Regions from separate parts of the Mus musculus genome. Here region 1 is linked to region 2. Evidence: chromatin contacts called from public promoter capture Hi-C data. All regions are on one chromosome and are shown on one strand. Each heading gives the region's core, a stretch centred on a gene start, on an enhancer-like site or on the middle of the called end of the contact. The rest is flanking DNA. Distances are from core to core; before and after follow the strand shown.

Region 1 (5,739 bases), core at 2,725-5,224, 340 kb before region 2:
CCTCGAAACATGCAGGGCGTCATGTGTGCCTCCCCCAACCACACACACTAATAACAAAAATGGACTTAGGCATTTTGATTTTGAATATTCAAAGAATTTATATTTGAAACCTGAGATGGTATTGTCTGCGTAAATTTAAGTTCCTACTTTTTTTTAAAAAAAAAGGCTAGAACTATGTTGTAGATTCTATCCAACTTATTAATTAGAACTTCATGATTGTGTAGAGTCAGAATGTTACAGATCCAGAACCAAAATTACCTTTGACTATTGTCTTCATCAGGGTTTCTATTCCTGTACAAACATCATGACCAAGCAGCATGTTGGGGAGGAAAGGGTTTCTTCAGCTTACACTTTCACATTGTTGTTCATCACCAAAGGAAGTCAGGACTGGAACTCAAGCAGGTCAGGAAGCAGGAGCTGATGCAGAGGACATGGAAGGATGTTACTTACTGGCTTGCTTCCCCTGGCTTGCTCAGCTTGCTTGCTTATAGAACCCAAGACTACCAGCCCAGGGATGGCACCACCCACAATGGGACCTCCCACCCTTGATCACTAATTGAGAAAATGCCTTACAGCCAGATCTCATGGAGGCATTTCCTCAAGGGAGGCTCCTTTCTCTGTGATAACTCCAGCTTGAGTCAAGCTGACACACAAAACCAGTCAGTACAACTATCTTTAGTTCCCTTGCTAATCAGTCACTGCTAACCTCTGTCTCTGAACTAACATCCAACCATCACATGAAACCTTTTAATGTATTCACTTAGTCTACCAACCCCAAACTAATTGCCAGAGGATTTATTCCTTCCTTTTGGTGTGTACTATTACTTCTATGTTGGAACATGGTTCTGGGGTAATCTGAAACCGTGTTCTTGAACCACAGTCATGCATGTGGCTCAGAATAGACTCATATTCCCTGTGAAGTAAGAGGTATGGTTTTGTGTTGATGTATGCTACCTATTTAAAAATATTTGTAAATTTACTTGACTATTTTGTTAGTCATTGCTCACTGGTGCTGGCCACTGAGACTGATCTGGGTTAAATCCCTGAGATCCACATATTTGACTTCACACACATGTGAACACATGCACACCCAGACACTCACACACACATATGTGGACTCTCTCTCTCTCTCTCTCTCTCTCTCTCTCTCTCTCTCTCACACACACACACACACACACACACACACATCACTACACCCAGATGAAAATCGTTTTTTAAATTATTGAGGCAGCTGGACATGGTGACACGTGCCTTTCTTTAATCACAGCACTTGGGGAGGCAGAACAGGCAGATCTCTGTGAGTTTGAGGTCAGCCTGGTCTACATAGAGAGTTACTGGCCAACCAGAGCTACAAAGCCCAACCCAGCTTCAAAAAATGAAGGGAGGGAGGGAGGAAAGGAGGGAGGGAGAAAGGAAGGAAGGAGATGGGGGAGGGAGAGGGAGAAAGAGTCAAAGTAGTTTAGAGGCATGTACAATAAGAGGCATATGCAATACAAATTGCTGGTAAGATACTTCTAATAGCCGATAGGTGTATGAGAAAGGCACGGCCGCATGAAGACCAGTGCTCAGTTACATTACTGAATGTTAAATGCAATAACATTGAAGTTTCCCTAATCTTTCTTGTCTGCCTTGTTAGTGAGACCTTTTAAGCTCACATGCCTGTTAGCTTTTAATCTGCACCTTATCTTATTGCTCCAATGATTTTCATTATTTATTTCACCCTTGTGGTTCACAGCCTCTCCACAAAAAGAATACTTTCCAAGTCCAGGAATAGAACTTCCCAGGGCATATGAGTTTGAAACCATTTTTACCTTCTTTAAAAAACAAAAAAACACTCATGGAAGGAGTTACAGAGACAAAATTTGGAGCTGCGACGAAAGGATGGACCATCTAGTGATTGCCATATGCAGGGATCCATCCCATAATCAGCTTCCAAACGCTGACACCATTGCATACACTAGCAAGATTTTGCTGAAAGGACCCAGATATAGCTCTCTCTTGTGAGACTATGCCGGGGCCTAGCAAACACAGACGTGGATGCTCACAGTCAGCTATTGGATGGATCACACGGCCCCCAATGGAGGAGCTAGAGAAATTACCCAAGGAGCTAAAGGGAACTGCAACCCTATAGGTGGAACAACATTATGAACTAACCAGTACCCCGGAGCTCTTGACTCTAGCTGCATATGTATCAAAAGATGGCCTAGTTGGCCATCACTGGAAAGAGAGGCCCATTGGACTTGCAAACTTTATATGCCCCAGTACAGGGGAACGCCAGGGCCAAAAAGGGGGAGTGGGTGGGTAGGGGATTGGGGGGGTGGGTATGGGGGACTTTTGGGATAGCATTGAAAATGTAAACGAGGAAAATACCTAATAAAAATAAATAAATAAATAAATAAATAAATAAAACAAAACAAACAAACAAACAAAAAACCAAAAAAACCCAAAACCTCAAACATTTATTCCATGTATTTAGTTATTTAGTGTGTGTGTGTGTGTGTGTGTGTGTGTGTGTGTCTCCCACGGAAGGCCACAGACATCATGTCACAAAAGCAAAAGGTTGCTATTGACCCTCTATGGAGTTAACAGAACAGGGCAGAGAGCCATGGTCGCTCCTGCTTCATGCTAATAACTATTCTTTGGACTCAGTCTAGTCTTTACTTTTATAATGTCCTACTACCACTGCAGGACAAGTTGAAATGGGTTTGAGAGTGAAAAAGTTAGTGGACTTTAAAATACATTTTTTTCAAATAAAAAAAAAGCAATTTTAAAAAACAGCTTTATCATCCTTTCCCTCTAAAATAGAAAGCATTCGCAATGATTTTTGCATTTTAAATATTGTGTTGGGAACTCCAGGCAAATGGAAATAGTGTGCAAGTGTGAAAGAGCCTCGTGTTTGGCATGGCGGCACCTATGCTACCTGAAAGGGTGCTTGAAAATAAACAGCGTGGAGGCAACTTTTGGGAAAAGAAAGGAGCCTCAAAGGCCGCAAACCTGTAGAGGAGCTCAACTGGCAAGCAGCAGATGGAGCTAAAAGATCAAAGGACCAGCAGCGCTTCCCAGACTGCAAAGGCCAGCGCGCCCCCTGCTGCACCTTCCTCAAGCGCCAGGCCAGGATCACAGAACTCACTTCATAGGCTTTAAGGAAGGGCACCGAAAAGGATACACCACCATCTCAAAACACTAAAATCCAGATAAGCGACTTGTCCAGAGCCAGTCAGTGAGGGGTTACCGTGGAATAACACATACCAGGTACCTGCAAACATGCAACGGCCAACTATATTAACAAGGGTCGCATAAAGTTGGTTATTGTTTTGTTTTTCTTTGTTTTATTTTTCAAGACAGGGTTTCTCTGTGTAGCTCTGGCTGTCCTGGAACTCACTCTTTAGTAAGCTGGCCGAAAACGTAAAGATCTGACTGCCTCTGCCTCCCGAGTGCTGGGATTAAAGGAGTGCGCCACCACCACCTGGTTATGAAGTTGTTCTTGAGTGAAACTGCATCCTTTTTAGCTGTCAAACTTAGGTTCACCTCGAGTAAAGAATTTCCCTTAAGTATATAGATATAGATAGATATACTTAAATTCATATATATGTATATATATGAGTATATGTATATATGAATATACATATATAAAAATTTACATAATTTGATTTGGCTTTTTGTTTCCCTTTTAGTGTTAGAAGGTGAACATTCCATGTAGTTAACATTTTTGGACTTAAGTTTTTCTTTTTATGGTAGAACTATTCCATACAAATAAACAAACACTCTCCTTTTGAGTTCATTAAGAAGCCTGGAGATGGAGAGATGGCTCAGCGGTGAACAGCACCTGCTGCTCTCCTTACAGAGGACCCAGGTTTGATTTCTAGCACCATACGGCTCAGCCCGGTCTGTAAATCCAGTTCCAGGAGCGCGCGCGCCACCACTGCGCATGCCTGCCCGCGGCCCGTCGCCCTGGATGACGCCACCGACCGGCGTCCAGCCTGGCGCCATGCTGCGCTGGGGAGGCGCGGGGCTCGCGCGGGGCCTGCGGGCCGTTCGGTCCGCATGGCTGCGAGGTCCGCGCGGGCTCCCATTGGCCCTGGTGCGCAGCGCAGGGGTTCCGGGCGCGCGGGATCGGCGAGCCCCGGCCCCCGGGACGCAGCGGGGCCGAGCTCTCAGCCTGTCGGCCGCGGCCGTGGTGAACTCGGCGCCCCGCCCGCTGCAGCCCTACCTGCGCCTCATGCGCCTGGACAAGCCCATAGGTGAGTGGGGCGGGCTGGGCTGCGCTGCGCTCGACAGCCTGCCTGCCTGAGGAGCAGGGCCGCAGTGACCGCGACTCCGCTGCGATGCACCCATTGGGCCAGTCCCCTCGGGACTCGGTCAGGACCTTAGCCAGGGACACGCAGATTTTCCCTCGCTCTGAGCCGGGAGTCCCGGAGGCGGACGTTGATAATCACATATTCCCAGACCATTCCACAAACTCCAGACCACTCCTACCCCATTCAGATGTGAGCAGGTGCTCCTTTGCTTTCACGAAGCTTTTGATTGTTGATTTGCAGTTTTGAAGCATTTCTGCATTCATTAGTTTTCGATTTTTGCCTCCAATTATGTAAGGCCCAAGGGGCATGTAAGTAAGACTATTGAAATCAAGGCTCCTCGTCAGAGCCAGACCAGAAGGACCCCAAAAGTGTTACTACTGGGCTTTTTTTCCCCCTCATCACCGGTTACAAAGATTGAGAGCATCTGAACACAGCCGGGTTATCGTGCTTTAGAATTGCCCGCCAACGTAAACTCACACAAGCCTCTCTATGACCTTCTTTTTCTCAGTCTTTTTCATCAAAGTGCTCACGGACTATTGACACCTGTGACACAATATAAGCTCCGTCTGCACGCAAGGTTTCTGTCTAGTTGGTAAAACGATGCCCGGAGTTGTAGATGAAGTCACCTGGCCTTAGTGACAGAATGAGCTAGGAAAACTACCAGCTTTGAAAGAATTTGTTTCTGGCTGGAAAAGACAGTTGATAACCTAGGAAAGTATGGAAAAGTATCAGAGGTATAGGTCATGCACAGGAAAAGAAAAATAACTTACTGTCTCCAGAGTTCGAACAACTGAAAAAAATAGTACTCCAAAGGAAATGCTATATTATAGAGTAGAGAGGTCTTGGAGAAATATTTTCAAAATCCAAGGGTAGCTAAATATGGTGGCTCACATCTATAGTCTAACATCCAACGGCAGGAGGGCTGATTCAAGTTGCAAGTCAGTCTGGGCTTTATATTCTGAAATAAAAGCCAAACAAACAGACTTAGTGCTGAAACATTAAGACTAGGAGCCTGACCTGCAACCCTGGAAAGATGTAGGAAGAGGGATACAACTGAATTCCAGCTAATCTAGATGTCAGTATGTACAGTTTCAGCGTATGGAAGAACATCCAAATGCCAAACTTATTTGTTCTGCCTTTACCTATCCAGGACCCCCAACGTGGCCCCGTTTGGGTTTGGTGTTTGTTTTTGGACAGGGTCCCATATGTGTCTTTGGCTAACCTTGACCTCCTGCCTCCATTTCCCAGTTGCTAGGACTGCAGGCACTCTCCTCCATGCCTGGCTGGACCTGTTTTATTTTGCATAAGACAAGGGCTTGCTTTGTACTGCAGGTTGGCCACAAACTCCAGAGCTTGCCTCAGCGTCCAGGTGACAAAGTGGGTGGGGTGGCAGTAGCCAGGTGTCACTGTTGATATTCTAGATGTGAATGCTCCCTGTGTG
Region 2 (5,205 bases), core at 1,795-4,294:
GTGGATCCGCCTGTGGAATCCTAACCAAGTGGATCATTAGGCAGTTTTGGAAACTGTGGAAGGTGGGGCCCGGTTACAGGAAGTCACTGCTGATGCTGCACCGAGCACGGTATGCCTATGAACACCTCTCTTTTGCCTTCCTCCACGGCATTTCTGCCTTGTCATGGGCCTGACAGCTGTGAAGCCTGCAGGTATTAAAGCCAAAATTAAAAAAAAAAAATGTTTTCATGGTTTTATAAATCTGTCTTAGGTCATCTATGTTTCTTTCATTAACATATCACTTTAGGTGGGTTATGTTCTGAGCGTTTGTCACAGGGACAAAAGTGACCAACACAGCACCCTTCCTTACCTGTCTCCCCAGGCTCTACCGAATGGGGGAACTCCTTTACCAACATGAGCTGAAGCTGTGCTGTGCTCGTCTGTGCCCAGGGGGCTAGGGAAGAAGTTAGCGCCCAGCTCACAGTTCACCCACGTTCTATTGATTCCGTTTCTGTCATAAAACGTCGACTCTTCTGTAAAGTGCTGACATATTTATGGGTCTGGGAAAACATTGCTTGCTCTGCTCACGTCAGTCCCCTGACTAATCTGTGTTAGTGCAGTGGCTTCTTATTAATTTATTAACCTTCAGTTCTATTAAAAGGCAGATCGTGAGAGCAGCAAGGAATCTTGATGGTGCTTCCAAGTCTCACTCTGCTGTCACACTGGCTGAGGACCACAGAGACAGAGGTTAGGAGTCTGGAGGCTTTGCTCTGGACCACAAATGTCCTCAGAGCTGGGCTTCATAAGCACTTTCCAGTCAAGATCCCTTTGTATTCAAGCAACCATTACACAGCCCCAAGGATATAGCTATATAAAAGAGGCCTACAAATCAAACATTCCCTGATAATAAATCATAAAGAAATTTACTCTAGACAACTCTTTATTATACAGATAATCTTCCTGTTTGTTAAATATAAAGGCAAATTTGCATGCTAATGAGACAGAAATGCTTGTTTTTCCATACAGAGCAGAATCTTGGCTGAATATTTGAGGCGTGGGTGGGGACATCTTCCGCCCATCTCAGAGCGTGCCAATAGCTGATTTTATAATCATCAACGCTGAGAATGCCGTTTCACATGAATACATAATACAAAGTGGCAGAAATAGGCTTAGGGCCATTTCAGAAACTGTGGTAATTCCACCCTAACCCCAAGACATCAGCCTGTAGAACTTTGTTCTCTGTTATCACCAGGAGGGTTCCAGACTGTCCTTATCCACTGAGCTATCTCACTAGCAAACAGAAAAATTTTAAAATCAAACATTCTAGTGCCTTCTACCACATGTAACTAACTTCTTTTTTTCTTCTTTTCTTTTTCTCTTCTTTTTTCCCTTTCTCTCCTCACCTTCCTTAAACTTTATAGCATGTATTTTGTGGGTGTTTGTGTGGGCATGGACGTTCCATAGCCTGAATGTCGGAGGTCAGAGGGTTTTCTGCAGCTGCTTCTTGCTTTCTGTGGGTCCTGGCTCTGAACTCTGGGCACCCGGCTTGGTAGCAACTGCCTTTACCCATTGAGCCACCTCTCCTGCCCTTCTGCTTTCACGATGAGTCCTGGTGTCTAGGAGCTGAGGGAGGCCTTGGACTTGCTATGTGGCAGAGGCTGGCCTTGAACTCTCTACCCTTCCTCTTCTTCCCAAGGGCTGGGATTGCAAGCACTCACCACCACACTTGACTTTACCTCTCCTAGGAGACTCTCTGTTCTGTAGGACAAGGTGCAAAACTCATTTAAAAAGGCATTCATTCAGTCGTGTAATCACAGTTTGGGAGGTGGAGGTAGGGAGGCTGAACAAAAGCCAGAGGCTAGCCTGGGCTACATAGTCAGATTCTATTTGAGAAACAGCCAAGGGGGAGTAGGAAGAGGAATGACATGTGGGAGGGAATGAATGGGGCAGAAGCAGTTTCCTATATTGGAATAACAAAAGGCCATCAGCTACATGGCTTAACCGGCACTGATTTGTCTCAGCTTGGAGGCTGTCTGCCCCGCGAGGTCAGGGTGCTTGCGCTGTCGGCTTCCTCTTTGCCTTCTCTTTGCTATGCAGCTAGGCTGACTCTCCACTTGCTTTTTCCTCTGCTCAGAAGCATCCTTGGTGTCTTTTTTTTTTTTTTTTTTTTTTTTTAGCAGATTCAGATGTTCACCTCTTTAAGAAAATATTCTATATTTTTATTTATGTACAATGTGTGTGTGTGCCGCATGTGTGGGTCCCTATGGAGACTGGAGGAGGGTGCTTGGATCCCGAGAGCTGGAGTTTCAGGGAGTTATGAACCTTCTGACGTGGGTTCTGGGAATGGAATTCAAGTGCTCTTGACCAGTAAGCTGTCTTTCCAGCCGTACTGAGAATACTCTCTCCTGTAAATACAATAGCCAGACTGGACTAGGGCTGAGTCTAACATCCCATTAAAAGAACTTACCTCCTTAAAGAGCCTGTCTCTAAATATACCACCTTTGGGCTTCGCAATATGAATTTAAGGGGAACACAGTTCAGCCCATACTTAGCAGCAGCTTGGATTATTTATTACAGCAGTCACAACAGTGCTTCCTGGTGTCTTTCTCGGTGTGGTAGAATAGCAGAGATGGCATCCTCCTGGTTTATGATGGCGTGAGTCACAGACACTCCCAGGAGAAGGGTTGGGAAGGATATAGGGCTGCTGTTCCATTCTGAGAACTGTGGAGGAAGGAACCAGATTCTTGCGTCCACCCAGAATGCCCTCTCTGTTGTTCTGCTGCCAGTCATATCTCTCAGATACGTCCTTTCTAACTGAAACCTGCGTATCTTTTTCCTTACGCCGACCATGGCCTCCCCTTAACCAGACCACTATAGCTATGCTTACATACTTTCTAACCTCAGCTCCCCTGGGTGTAAGATTCTGGAGTGAAGTGTAGACTTGGGAGAGGGCAGGAAGGAGGACATGTGCTGAAAAGAGGGGGCTTTGGGGTCGGAGTTACATGATCTGAAGAAAGTGCAGTAAGTCCCCAGAGAACAGATGCGCTTCCTGAAACCGCCAAAGGTGGCCACGCCTCAGCCGGTCTATCAGTGGCTGTGGGGTGTTCTTTCTTTGGGTGTGGCCAGAATCCCAGTGTCAGATGAAGGGAGAGAACCAGGATAGAATGAATTCCACTAACCCGAAGAGGAGAAGGCAAGATGAGGCTTGGGAGAACTTTGTGAATAACCTCAGTGTCAGTGGTGGGGATGTCAGATGCCACAGGCCCTGGTGACGTTGATGCGATTGGTAGCAGCAGCAGTTTGCACAGCTGGAGGAGCCGCGGCACCTGTCTTCCTGTAATGGCAGATATATGCCATGCTCTAGGTTATTAACTGCAACTGTTCTCATGAACCCAGCACTGGCTTCTGCCAACAGCAGCTCTCAGACTGGAGAAAGGTATGCAGTGAGCTGAGGGCTGGTGTCCCTGTTTAGAAAGGTTTGCAGCAGGGAAAAGCTGATATCCCAAATCCTCCAGTGACCAGGTGCCTGCTCCCACACACTCCTGCTGTCTGTGCCTACCACATTCCATTTTAGGTGTTGAGGTTATAAATGCGGGTAAAGCCAGTAGACGTCCTGTCTAGGTGAGGAGAGGCACAGTGGTGTGACAAGCGCAAATGGCGACAAGGGCTGACAGATGCTTCAAATTAACTGAGCTGATGAGGAGGTGCACCGGAGTCTGAAAGACAAGGGCTGGGGTGAACAGAGAAAGGTCCCTGCATATCACAGGACTACTAATAAAACAGAGAGGGCTGTGTACAGAGAGGGCTGTGTCCTGTGGTGCATTTGGGAGGCTGAGAAACGAATCTCAAGTTTGAGGCCAGTTTGGGACACATGGGGAGTTCCAGGCCAACCTGGGCTACACAGTGAGATCTTGTTGTCAGTGCTCTCTGTCCGGTCTTGGTGTGTTGTTTAGGGTAGACACAAGGAGGCCGGGGAACAGTGGGCTGCTTTAGTTAGAATGCTCAGGGCACCTGGTTACTCCCAGGATGCCCTGCTGTGGTCCATGAGTCGGTTGCTAAGGGCTGAGTGGGGGTGATTTTCTGCTTTGTGTAATAGACTTGGGCTCTGTACGTCTTTGTCTGATGCACCTGTTCTTTCCCATGATGCATCTGATTTTAATCACAAGCACAGCCAATCTCAGACAGGCATAAGATAGCAAACGGGGCTACTTTTTTCCCTATAAATTAATTTTGAGGACAGATTTTTGTTTTATTATGCGTGCACTGAAAACCACTCCATGCTGGGCTGTCCCGTTGTCCATACCTTCCTGATACATTCCAGAATGTATTTGACCACAGACTAGGGGTTACCAGCAGAGGGAGTTACCATGGTGTTGCTATGAGTGACCTACTTCATTGTTTAGAGCAAGATGCATGCACGTTAAGCTTGGGGTTTCCAGGTTGCTAAGTGCATTACTGGGAAAGAGGTTTGGGTATAATTCAAACTAAGCAGAATCCTGGGTTTTCAATTTGTCCCTGTGCTGGCCTGCTTCAACTGTTAAAAAAAGAAAGAAAGAAAAATGTAAGAAAGTTTTTGACGTTCAAAGACAAGCTTGATCGTGGGTACTGGATGGAAACGTGTTATGCATGGATGGCTCAGAGGAAGAGCTGTCAGCTCTGGGCCCAGGGAAGACGGGAAATTCTGAGAAATGAGTTTGACCTGAGTGTTGAGTGTGTGCTTGCTTGAGGAAGAACTCTGGCATTTGAATTTTTTTTTTAATTTTTAATTGATTCTTTGTGAATTTCACACCGTGCATCCCAATCCCACTCATCTCCCCACTCTTCATATCTGCCCTCTGACCTGGCAACCACCCCCACAAAAGAAGACAAAAACAACAAAAAACAAAGCAGATAAAAACCATCTGTGCCATGGAAGCTTCGGTGTGTCACAGCGTGTCACACGGTACACCCTTCTGCTCAAACAGCTTTACTGATGGCAATGAGTCAGCGGTCTGGTTCGAGGCCTCTGCTAACACCACTGAATTCTCACGGGACTCCTCTCAGGAATACTGTTGTTGCCCTGAGTCATGGAGATCCTATAGCTTTGGATCACCCATGCCATGAGGGTGAACTCTCCAGCTTTGTCCAGGCAAAGGGCAAGGACGGCTCTCCTGCTCTCCCACCCTCAGGGACAGCTCACCCACTTGCTGCAGGCGTGTGTGTGTGTGTGTGTGTGTGTGTGTGTGT

What was found. Promoter capture Hi-C pulls out the DNA fragments that hold promoters and counts their contacts.
Region 1: a promoter capture Hi-C map of pre-B cells shows a contact between it and region 2, with 2.3 times the contacts expected there. The contact joins the promoter of Coq2 here to the enhancer-like site in region 2. A contact is called at or near these places in 1 of 39 promoter capture datasets (pre-B cells), 3 of 484 Hi-C or Micro-C datasets (the Ba/F3 cell line, the N1E-115 cell line and pro-B cells), 1 of 115 datasets of contacts at active chromatin or transcription factors (large pre-B cells) and 1 of 9 other capture datasets (pancreatic islet).

The regions. Positions count from the first base shown.
Region 1 is chr5:100,672,491-100,678,229 of GRCm38.p6, reverse strand. It overlaps Coq2 (coenzyme Q2 4-hydroxybenzoate polyprenyltransferase), which reads left to right and starts at 3,974. Exons shown (of 7, transcript NM_027978.2): 1 at 3,974-4,241. The coding sequence starts at 3,989.
Region 2 is chr5:100,331,625-100,336,829 of GRCm38.p6, reverse strand. No RefSeq gene overlaps it. Among named protein-coding and RNA genes, the nearest start is that of Gm45913, 32 kb to the right of the region's middle. Within about 2 kb of position 3,044, at least 35 of the 459 cell types and tissues checked have an H3K27ac peak or open chromatin away from gene starts, as enhancers often do. A contact at or near this core is called in the N1E-115 cell line, pre-B cells and pro-B cells, where this site is marked.